2 separate regions of the Rattus norvegicus genome follow, and region 2 is linked to region 1. The links are chromatin contacts, called in public Hi-C maps. All regions are on one chromosome and are shown on one strand. Each heading gives the region's core, a stretch centred on a gene start, on an enhancer-like site or on the middle of the called end of the contact. The rest is flanking DNA. Distances are from core to core; before and after follow the strand shown.

Evidence for each region. Hi-C and Micro-C count contacts between places; a contact is called where the count stands out from the background.
Region 2: a contact with region 1 is called in a Hi-C map of the A7r5 cell line, with 4 times the contacts expected there. The contact joins two enhancer-like sites. A contact is called at or near these places in 3 of 12 Hi-C or Micro-C datasets (the A7r5 cell line, hepatocytes and kidney).

What each region holds. Positions count from the first base shown.
Region 1 is chr4:122,942,498-122,948,313 of GRCr8, reverse strand. No RefSeq gene overlaps it. Among named protein-coding and RNA genes, the nearest start is that of Tpra1, 24 kb to the right of the region's middle. Within about 2 kb of position 2,188, at least 53 of the 93 cell types and tissues checked have an H3K27ac peak or open chromatin away from gene starts, as enhancers often do. A contact at or near this core is called in the A7r5 cell line, where this site is marked.
Region 2 is chr4:123,523,132-123,528,947 of GRCr8, reverse strand. All of the region lies in intron 4 of Chchd6 (coiled-coil-helix-coiled-coil-helix domain containing 6), which reads left to right. Among named protein-coding and RNA genes, the nearest start is that of Chchd6, 55 kb to the left of the region's middle. Within about 2 kb of position 2,282, at least 12 of the 93 cell types and tissues checked have an H3K27ac peak or open chromatin away from gene starts, as enhancers often do. A contact at or near this core is called in the A7r5 cell line, where this site is marked.

The DNA of each region.
Region 1 (5,816 bases), core at 939-3,438:
GAGCAGAAAGTCTGCAGGAAAAAAAAAACCAAATGGCCCTGAGCTGGACAAGGCTGTCTCTACAAATGATGAGTGAACCAGAGATCTGCAGGCACCATTAGTCACCGACAGAACCGCAGTGTGCCCTCAGGTGTGCCTGAAGCGTCATGGAAACAGAGCCCTGCTGTGCTGCCAGCACCACCAAGGACAGACCCAGCACACAATGACGGGTCCTATAGACACAGGGTGTCTCCACAGCTACAGCCTGGGAGCTTGGGCATTGTCTCCTTGGAATTGCTGACGACACCCTGCCCAGGAGCTGGTGTTACATAAACTCTGTGATGTCACGGGAGGAGGGCCTCTGGCTGTTAAGGGCTGTGAGAGCCCAGTACAGCCCAGAGCCCCAAACTCTGCACCGAGAATCCTCTGAGCTGGCTGTCCAACCTTGGCTGGACTATCTTGGAGAACAGGAGGCTCACCCTCTTACCAGGAGAGCAAGCTCGAGCTAGAGGCCAGGGCTCACACCCATGGAGGACCCATCTCCCTGCTCTGCGGCATCCTCAGAGTCCAGTCACCCTACCCTTCAGCAAAAGCCATGAAGACCCATGGCCAGGAGTCTGGGGATGTTTACTGCTGTGGTGCCTCCTACTGAATGACACTGGCCATTCCCTTTCCTCTCTGAGTCAATGCAGGTAACCTGCCTCCTTCAAAGAGGACTATCCCAGCACACAGAGATGAGGCCAGTTTCCCCTAACTCTTCTCCGACTCCGTGGTTTGCCAAGTTGGGCATTCTGGGCATACCCCGGGGCCTTTATACTATTGTCCCTTCTATTTGGAAAGCAACTCTGCCTCTCCTCTCCTTTCTAGCCTTAGTCTCCACTGCCTCCTCAGCTAACAATAGCCTCTTTCCATCCCCCTCCCACCTTCTCATCCAGTCTTTTTATTTGCCTGTTATCTGTGATTTCTAATAGAACACAAGCTCAGAGGACAGGGGCCCTGTCTATTCCATGCACCACCAGAGCCTTGAGCCTAGAGTGTGTCTGGCACATAGTAGGTATTCAGCAAACACCTACTATGAATGAACAACTGCAGACTAAGAACAACAGGCTGGAAGAGGGCTGCTGCGTCAAAGTCAGGGTCCAGCCAGGGTCAGCCCCGGCTCTGAGCAGCATCCATTCAGGTTCCATGCGTTGTCAAGCCCCTGCCTTTGTGACCCGTCCCCTCCCATCAGCCCTCCTCAGGCAAAGAAGAGGCCAAGAGGTCACGGGTCTCCTAGAGACACAGTGGGGGTCTCTGTTCAATGGGAAGCTTTGTGACACCTAATCACCCTGTTCCTGATGGAGGATGCCTGTCACTGGGGTGATCCTCAGTAGCCCAGCTAGCCTAATAGAAAATTAGCATGGCTGCCAGAGAGGACAAAGAGGCAGAGCCCAGCCCTGTACTCCCTCGGCTGCTTCCGCTTCGGAAAGCCTGGTCACTCACGGGACTTAGACAGAGGAGGCCTTGAGAACTAGCACAGATGCAGGTGCCCTGCTGTACTTGTGGAGGGAACAAACAAGGGCCCAGCCGCTCTGTGGATGGACCCCCTCTGTTTGGTGCTCTCCTGCGCATGCCTGTGCTGTCCGGTCTTTTGTTTTGAATGTGGACTTTGTTTGCAACAGAGGACACACGGAACACAGAACTTGGAAAAATGGGTCTACAGTGGAAAGAATCCTGCACCTGACTCCCACCCCCCAAAGATAAGCACCGCCCACTGAATCCTTGCAAGATTTCTCTACGTGTACAGAGAGGTGTGGACACACACATACACACACACACACACACACACACACACACACACACACGCACACACGCACATGCACACACGTGCACGCTAAGCTTGGCTCTGCTTGTTATAGCTCTCCACTCTGGAGACTGTTCCTCATCGGAACTTATCTTGAACTCCTGCGGTTCTCCCGGAAGCCCTGTGTGTCACTTCACAGTGAATCCCCTCCTGTTGGCCATGGAGGGAGCTTCCAGCTTCGGCTTACAGGTGATATCTTGATGTGCCAGTCTTCACACAGTCCTCATTCCGCAAGCTGCCTTTCTTTTTCCGCTCAATAATAAATGATCCTTATCTTCCCGGGTAAACAGCCCTGCCATTCCTTTGAGAGCTGAATAGCAGGCCATTGTGCTTTCTAGCCAAAGCAGATGTAACCACTCCCTCGCTGGAGTCTAGACTGTTGCCAGCATTTTGTTATTACAGGCTGCTCTGCAGGGACATTCCTTCAAGCTAAGCCTTGGCACACGGCCTTAATTCTCTCCTCGGCCATGTGCCCAGAGATGGAATTTATAGGTCAAAGGGTGTATTTTTTTTTCTTCTGTCTTTTTTTTGTGTGTGTGTGCCACATTTTAAAATCCTTTGAAGTAAGTGTGTGTGTGTGTGTTTGTGTCTGTGTGTGTGTGTGTCTGTGTCTGTGTCTGTGCCTGTGTTTTTGTGTTTTCTTTTGGGCTGGAGGTTTCTGTAGGTGCCCTCAGAGCTTCCCTGTGGTTTTTGCATAATGGGCTATGAATGCTTTCTCTCCCTGCCTCTAAAATTGCTCAGCCATATCCTGTTCCTGCCTCATGGGTGGGAGCAGACATAAGTCTTTCCCCAGCCTGGAAGCTTTTCCCCTGAACAAAATGTGGATCACTAGAGTTCCTGACTGACGTGGGCAGCCAGGGTGGAAAGCAGAGTGAGTGGTGTGTCTATAGCCACAGCTGCTCAGAGGCTGGGTTGGCCTGAGACCTGGGACAAACATCTCACCACTAAGGAAGCATTACCCAGACTGGAGCTGAGGAGCCTGATTCAAAAACTAGAGGGCAGAGTTCCAGGCCAGCCTGGTCTACAAAGGGAATTCCTGGCAAGCCAGGGCTACATAGTGAGATCTTGTTTCATACAAATGAACAAGAACAAAAACGAGAGCTCTGTGTGTTCAAAGGCTTCAGGTCAGTTAAGACCAAAGTGTTTTCCTGATTAAAGAGATGCTGGAGATGGGCCAGCTCATCACCAATGGGCCTGACTTGATACCTTGGCCATTATGAACATTACTAGGCCCACTGGCCAGACTAGGTCTGAGGGTTGACTTGGGTGTCTCCTATCAGTGTCACTGCCATGGGCTGGAGGTGTTGGAGCCATTAAAGGAAAAGAGTCACCTTCTCCCTGCACTCTCTGGCCTTCTAGTTGCTTGGGTGTTCTATGCTCAAACACAGATTCCCAATAACACTGTGGCAACCCTCCAGTCACCGGGTGGATAGCTGCAATAGTTCTGAGAAGCCTGAGACAGAGGAGGAGACCCCGCTGACCCTGGAGTGCTGGGATGGTGTTGGGCACTGTTAAAAATCACTCTTATTGTTAATTATAAATTCTCTAGGTTCTTACTGTAAGCACACCCCTCTGACGTTCATGTTCCTGCAAATAACAAAGGCACTGGGGGGAAGAGGGGCAATCTGACCCCCTAATTAGCAGCTATTAGATTCTCCTTAGCTTCTCTGAGCAAAAGGACTATCAGATAGTCAGACAGATTACTCTTATGCCTCGAGGAAACTACACAACAATTGCAGCTGATTGCTGCAGCTCATGAAAGTTGTAGCCTACTCAAGGCTCTTTTAGTGTAAGATTTTTGTTATTACCAGTCTTGGTGAACTCTAAATAACTTCTTCCAGTGGTCTTGCAGGGAGAGACTGCTGTGATTGGTGGCAAGAATAAAGGCTGTGAGTGACCGAAACACAAACCTCCCTGACTGTAATTGGAGGGGAAGGAGGTGGGCTGTGGTTGGCACAAACCCAAACCATCATTTACATGTGAGGCTTGCTGCAATTGGTGTAAATACAAACGTTTATCTGTATGTGAGGCTTGTGGTGACTGGTGCAAACACAAACCATCATTTGCATGCAAGGCTTGCTGGGATTGATCACGCCTGAGAGGTGTGTGATCCGTGTACTCACCTCTCTTCAGGTTTTAGAAACAGGATGCTCAGCTCGCTTGACTCAGTGCTAAGAGAACAAAAAGTGTGTCCCAATATGGTGGCTCCTAGTGCCAAACTGTCCTGAGCACCCACTCAGGGCTGTTGACAAAGCCAGGGCTTGCTTCCACCTGGCATATTCTGAAGACCCTTTGTGAGCAGCATCCCAAGAAGCTCGCTTGGATTCAAGAAGTGGGCAGAGGACACACAGCTTCTATAGTCTGATGATGCTGCCCTGTGGACTCTCATCCTGGGTTGTTTCACTTTAGCCCCATGGGGCTAAATGGTGATTATGTCCTTGGTGACCCTAAAAGGTTTTGCTCTCCAAACTCCTTTACTTTCTGAAACATTGAGGACCTCAAAGAACTTGGTGTCCATTCTTACCGTCCACAGTTACCTCATTGTTAAAGTGACCCTTAAAATTTATGGCACTTTCCTTTTTGTTTGAGAAAATGGTCCCATGTAGACCAGACTGACCTCAAGCTGGTCATGTAGCTGAGGCCAATTTTGAACTCTTTTTTCTTTTTTTCGGAGCTGGGGACCAAACCCAGGGCCTTCAAGCGCTCTACCACTGAGCTAAATCCCCAACCCCTGATCTTGAACTCTTGATCTTCCTGCCTGCCTGCAGCTCCCAAGTTCAGAGATTACAGGAATGGCTCATTCCAACTAGTTTAAAGTTTTGTTTTGGTTGGTTTTGTTTTTGTTTTTTGTTTTGTTTTGTTTTGTTTTGTCACTGAGGCAGGGTTTCTCTGTGTAGCGTTGGCTATCCTGGAACTCACTCTGTAGACTAGGCTGGCCTCAAACTCAGAGATCTACCTGTCTCTGCCTCCTGAGTGCTGGTATTAAAGGCATGTGCCACCACCACCTGGCAAAAGACCTTTAAAAAATAATTTTAAATTACATTTTTAAAAAAATTATTGTGTGGGGTTGGGGATTTAGCTTAGTGGTAGAGCGCTTGCCTAGCAAGCGCAAGGCCCTGGGTTCAGTCCCCAGCTCCAAAAAAAAGAAAACAAAAAACAAAAAAAAATTATTGTGTGTGGGCACACATACTGTGGTGTATGTATAGAGGTCAGAGGACAGCCTATAGGAGTTAGTTCTTTCCTTCTGCCATGTGGGTCCCTGGGACCCAGCTTGGTAGCAGTCACCTTTACCTGCTGATCTATCTTGATGAGCCCTAAAATAGACTTTCTAAAAATTATTTTGGTGACAGTCATACTTACGTAGTCCAGGCTGGCCTTGAATTTACAATCCTCCTGCCTCAACCTCTCAAATGCTAGGATTGCAGATGTGTTACCACACCTAGCCGGAGAGACTTTTAAAGAACATGCACACACTCATGCAGGAACCTGTAGCTTCCAGAGCTATGATATCCACACACACTGTGCCTAGAAAGTCCTACTGGACATCAATGAAAGAATGAGAAGGCAGGGGTTGTCTTACATTGTTTAAAAATAGTTCTGATCTCAAGAACTCAGGACTCCAGTTTGAGAATTCCTGATCTGTGTCATGTCCCTGCTTCAAAATCTTCGGGGACTGTTAAAACCACTGGGAAGCAAAGGGTGGCACGGGTGACATGTGTGTGCTGTGACCACAGTGACTCTGCTCCTCAGAACACCCAGAAGGGCTCTCAAGAAAATCTGATGCAGAACATGTGTGCCGGCGTCCCTAGCTATCACCGTTATCAAACAACTCAAATTGGCAAACGATGCCATTTATGTGACAGTGGCACTTGGGCATCTTGAGTATTAGCACCAGTTCGTAAATCAAAATGAGATGGGGTTGGGGATTTAGCTCAGTGGTAGAGCGCTTGCCTAGCAAGCGCAAGGCCCTGGGTTCGGTCCCCAGCCCCCAAAA
Region 2 (5,816 bases), core at 1,033-3,532, 580 kb before region 1:
GTCTTGATTTTTCCTTTGTGGGACATTTGTAAAGTGTGTTGCTATCACACTGTCCCCCTTGGCTGTGTTCCCTTTTGCGATGCCTTTTTCCCATTTGCTCCCAAGATGCTGTGACTTTCATTTCTACAGCTTTGTTTTCACACAATTCTTTCTTCTGCTTGTTGGGGTTGGGTGGTAGAGCACAGTTGCTCCTAGCTGGTATTTCATTCTTTGAGCATATCTAAAATAGTTGTTTGAGGCATATCTGTTTAGTAAGTTCACTGTCTGGACTTTGAAGACATGTGACATCCATTAAATTTGTTTCTTTGAATGAATCATTCTTTCATGTTCTATGATAATGGTGACCATTAGGCCACAGTCTGGGCCTAAGCTGGAAAGACTCAAATGCCTGAGAGCTGCAATGTGCAGGTTCTTCACCCTCAGTAGGATAACTGGAAGGCTGCGCTCAGTTAAGAAGGCCTCTTGTGGCCTTCCATGGGGCTTGGAAGGGCTAGAAAAGAGGGCGTGCAGGTACTCATGAGCAGTTGTTGTGCAGAGCTAGCTCAGGGAGAGGAGTGATCTGGGAAAGGGTCTCTGTGGGGTAACCTTCAATGACAAGTTTGTCTAGGAACTAACATAACTCGAGTGGTGCCGCCTCTGCCTTGTCCCATGAGTTGAAACAGTCATGATCTCATTCACATTGAGGAGAGAGACCCTTCACTTCAAGGGTCCTGTTTCAACTCATGGGACACAGGATTGTAAGACAGGTATATAAACAAAACATTTACTGAAAATAGACCATAAAGAAATTCATTTGAAAACAATTCTTTGGAGCACAAATATTTTACCACTTATTAAAAACAAAAGAAAGTTTTGGAGTAAAAGAGATGGCTTAGTGGTTCAAGAGCTTGCTGTGCATACATGGGGACCCAAATTTGCATCTCTAGCCCCCATGTAAAACTCCTGGTGTAATGGACTACATCATGTTCTTGTACTTCCATTGGTGGGAGGTGGAGACAGGTGGATCCTGAAGGCTTGCTGGATAGATCTTCTAGCCAGTCAATGAGCTCCAGGTTCAATGAAAGATCCAGCTCAAAAACTAAAGTGGAGAGTGATGCAGGAAGACACAGAGGGTTGACTTCTGGTCTCTACAGCTATATGCACAGACACATGTACCCATATACTTGTGTGTGTGCGTGTACACGTGCATGTGTGCACATCCCCACCCCCACCCCCACCCCAGTATACTTATGGGATTACAGTGGGAATTACTTTTTGGCTGAATAGTAAGACACGGAGCATCTGTAGTGTTTTTTTTTTAATTGCTTGATATTTTTGTTTTATAATCAACTGTGTTGAGAACAGTGTAAACAGGACAAAATGGCAGAATTATGTTTGAGGCCATTTATGAAATTGTTGAAGACTGTGCCCTAATCCAAAATTTCTTTTAACAGTGTTTCAGGAAATACAAGTCAGCAACTTAGACAGCAATTTTTAAACTCAAACATTCTAACACAACTCAATCCAAAGACATACTGATTTGCTACTTATATGCTGAGGAATGCTGGTAGGAAAACATTGAAAGCTGTTGTTTTCTGTAACTAATCCATTATGCTTCTGTAAGAGCACTAAAGAGCTGAGGGGTTTCAGACTCGCCATTGGTGGTATGTGGTGTGATGACACTGTGTGTTCAGAACCAAAGCTGCAGTGACGTCAGCCATGTGATGACTGAGTGCTGCCAAGCTGTCCTACGTTCATTATGCATTTTATTTTGAATTAATTTTTGATCATTACAAACCTTTCACTGTACCATGCCATATGTAGTTTTGACCCACAGTTTAAGCAGTGGTCCTGGTGGTATTCTGAAATCAGAAGCAACAGAAACCCAGTGTACAAGCCCTCTGGTGTGGCTGCTCCTAAGCACATGTTTAAGGAGACTTGGTGCTGAGTCATGAGGCCTTTGGTCAGACAGCATTCCTTTTATCACATTCATCTTCTGGTTTTGTGCCTGCTGACTGTGTGATTCTAGCTGTACTCACAGAAGGAATAGGAAGGCACGAGTCTACTGCATTGGTGCCTTTTTATTTATTTATTTTTACTTAAATTGCAAAGATTTGGGACAAATACCATCAGTTCCTTCTATAAACACACACACACACACACACACACACACACACACACACACTCACACACACTCTCACACACGGTGAGGAGATAATATCTTGTCTATCAGCTATAATCAGCCTAGTCAGGCAGTAGAAACCACAGCCTTCTCTGGACAGAGAGGGTTTGATGTAAGAGCTGATGAGGGTACAGGGTGTTGGCAGGTTCCCAGGAGGGTAGGTGGAGGAGTCTAGCTGCCCATTCCCTCCAGTGGCAGGCAGCTGGACCAGCTGAGCTGGGATTGAAGAGTACTACCATCCAGGGCCAGGTCAAAGAATCCAGCAGAGAACAGAAACTAGAGCTTAAGAACTCAGTGTTGTCCCATGATGGGTGCTACCTGGGGCATATGTGGGGTGGGAGACCTGAATGAGCTGCGTACTGAGTTGTTTTTCTTTGAATAGTTCAGACATGACACCACACAGAATATGCTTTTACTGCAGATGTCTGGTTTGGTACAATATGGCCTCCTAGTTGCATTTTGCACATGTATAGTTCACTTCATATGCAGATAACCATGGTGAGCACTACCATACAACTTCTTGAGAGAGGCCCAGAGCACATTTCAAGAGTAGTTTGGATTATAGTTGTTGTGTTATATCAGCTATAACACATCAGTCTATGAGGCACATCTCCAGTTATAACCCAGATAACCCGGAGGGTACATTGGTTAAGTATTGAGAGAAGTAGCCATGTGTTCTATATGGTTAGTGTTCACCAGTGCCAGCTGATCAGTAGTGGCTAGTACTGCATCTAGGGTTCCAAGGTGAGTGTTATTTTCAGTCCTTCACTGTTGACTTGTTGGTGGTCTTACTTGAAGAGTGTGTGTGTGTGTGTGTGTTTTTGTGTGTGTGTGTGTTTTTGTGTGTGTGTGTGTGTGTGTGTGTGTGTGTGTGAGAGAGAGAGAGAGAGAGAGAGAGAGAGAGAGAGAGAGAGAGATGATAAAATGGTCATAATCTTTCTTACAGTTGTCTTACAGTTGGTAATGTTTTAGGTTTGCTTGGGTATAATGCTCTTCTTAAACCAGGAAGCCTAGGACAGGGGTAGAGTGAGTACAAATAAAGCAGCAGACTTTCCTCAAGCTTCAGAGTTGTTCCTGCCCTCATCATTGACTGGCTGTTGCCTGCTTGCCTTGACTGACCTCCTCCACACCAGCCATGTTTAGCTTAGTCCTCAGTGGCTTTATCTGCCCTCCAGGAAGCTCTTTTCTCCTCCTTGAGACCTACACATTTCCTAAGGATCCTACCTTGCTAGGCTTATACACTGAATTCTAGCTAGAGTCTGATCTCCCCAAGGCATGGAAGCCCCAAATCAGCACTTGAAATTAAAGCCAAGCATAGTGCAACTGGCTGTGGCAGCCTCTGGGAAGGAAGTGTAGTGAAGCAAGTTAGGAGAATCCCTGTTTGATCATCAGAGCAGAGCAGGTGCCTTCCCAGCAGGAGGCCCTGACCTAGCATCTCAGTACTTATTCTGCAGCAGTTGGTTGGAAGCAGGTGGGATCATCAGCAGGGTTTGGGACCAGGTCGAAGGAAGAGTTCTGATGACCAAAGCTAGACTTGGGAGTGTGGGGAAATGTCCTCTAAGAGAGCCAAGGACTGTGGCTGATGATGGACTTCTTCTGTATGCACAGTATGCAGTACCTCACACTCAGGCTCTGCCTCCCTGACAGCACTGCAAGGCTCCTTTATTTCATCTCCAAGGCCTTGTTCATTGAGATGATATCAACACTCTCCATTTTCCAGATATAAAACAATAAAATCGCCAGTGTGGTAGTGCACGCTGTTAATCCAGTGCTTGGGAGATCAAAGCAGGGTAATCTATGTGTTTAAAATTAGTACCCCAAAGCAAGGACAATTCTTTGTTTCACTTACAGCCAGAGAAGTGCAACAGTGGACCCACAGTCATGGAATCCACTGGTCTTACCATGTTCCCCACTGTTCTGAAGCAGCTGGCCTTTAAAAGGGTGGAGTGGTCTTTTGAAAGCATAGTTACAATGGCAGTTAGATGGCAGCAGCCTAAAGGGCTGTGGCAGGATTTTCCAGAAAGAAGTATATACTTTGAGTCAGCATCCAATAAATATATGATAGCTTCTCCCTTGGTTAGGATCCATGGATCCAGGAATCAAGGGGTAGAAAAGGAAATACAGTTGTTCTCACTGTTAACCTTAGTGACCTACTAGAAAAAGTTTTACTTCTTGATCCTGTAACCTTAAGTTTTGCTGACTTAGAAGTTTTGGCCCCAGAAATGGGAAGGCTCCTGCAAGGAGCCATAACAAACATACCAATGAACTGGAAGCTCAGGCTTCTGGCCATTTTGTGCTTCTGATGCTTGTAAGTCAACAGTCTAAGAAAGGAATAACAGTATTAAGAGGTATGATTGATCCAAAATACCAAGGAGAAATTGGACTGCTTCTCCATAATGGAGGTAAGAAAGATTATATCTGGTGTGCAAGAGATCCTTTAGGGTGTCTCTTGGTGTTACCATTGTTCTGTAATTAAAGAAATAGGAAACTACAACAACCTAGTCTAGGCAGAATGACAAAAGGCACTGACCCCTCAGGAATGAAGGTTTAAGTCACTCCTTTAGGAAAAGAGCCAAGACCTGTTAAGATATTTGCTGAGGGTGGAGGAAATACAGAATGGGTAGTAGAGAAAGGTAGGTAGTTATAAGTACCTGCTAAGGCTACATGACCAGTTACAGAAATGAAGATTATAATTAACATGAATGATTGCTCTCTTTTGTTAAGAATGTGTTGTACATATATTTGTGTTTTCTCTCCTCAATTTCTTTATAATATAATATAATATTAGTTAAGAGAATATCATTGGTTATCAAATATTTAAGTTTGAGATACTAAAAGAATGTCCCTCAAGGGACATTACCACCTATTCTAAATTTATAATGCTTTTGCAATTATATGAGAGATAGTTAAATAATGTTAGATGTAATTATGGCCTGGTTATTGTTTTTATTTGGAAATTAAGCATGACATAAGATTTGATTTTGTGTTAAGTTGACAAGGGTTGGACTTGTGATGGCTATTGTTGTCAACTTGACTACTTAACTATTAATTAAAACCCAAGTGGCTGGGCATACCTGTTCAGGATGTTTTCCTTTTTCTCTTCTTTTCTTTTTTTTCTTTTCTTTTCTTTCTTTTAAAAATAATTTATTTATTTACATTCCAAATGTTGTTCTCCCTCCAGGTCCCCTCCCAGAGTTCTTCCCCTCATCCTCCCTCCCTTTTGCCTCTGAGAGGGTGTTCCCTTCTTACTTAAATCATTTGAAGTAGGAAGATTTACTTTTAATCTGGATTTTTGAGATGGGAAGATACACTTTTAATACAGATTTTTGAGGTGGGATTATCCACCTTAATCTGGGCCACACCTTCTGCTGGCAGCCTACATAAAGGACATGGAAGGAAGAGGCTTGCTCTTGCTCTTGCTAGCAAGTCCATCCCTTCACTGGCATTAGAGCTTATGGTTGGAAAGTCCAAGAATCCAGTAGTCATTTAGCTCAGAAGGCTTGCTCTCTTTAGTATGTACCACTAGGCAGAAGAAATAGACTCTGATACCAGTGAAGGAATAAACTTTCCAGTGACAGTGAGGGCGAGCGGGCAGAGAGCAAGCTTCCTTCTTCTATGTCCTTATGTAGGTTCTAGCAAGGGAGTGCAGCTACTC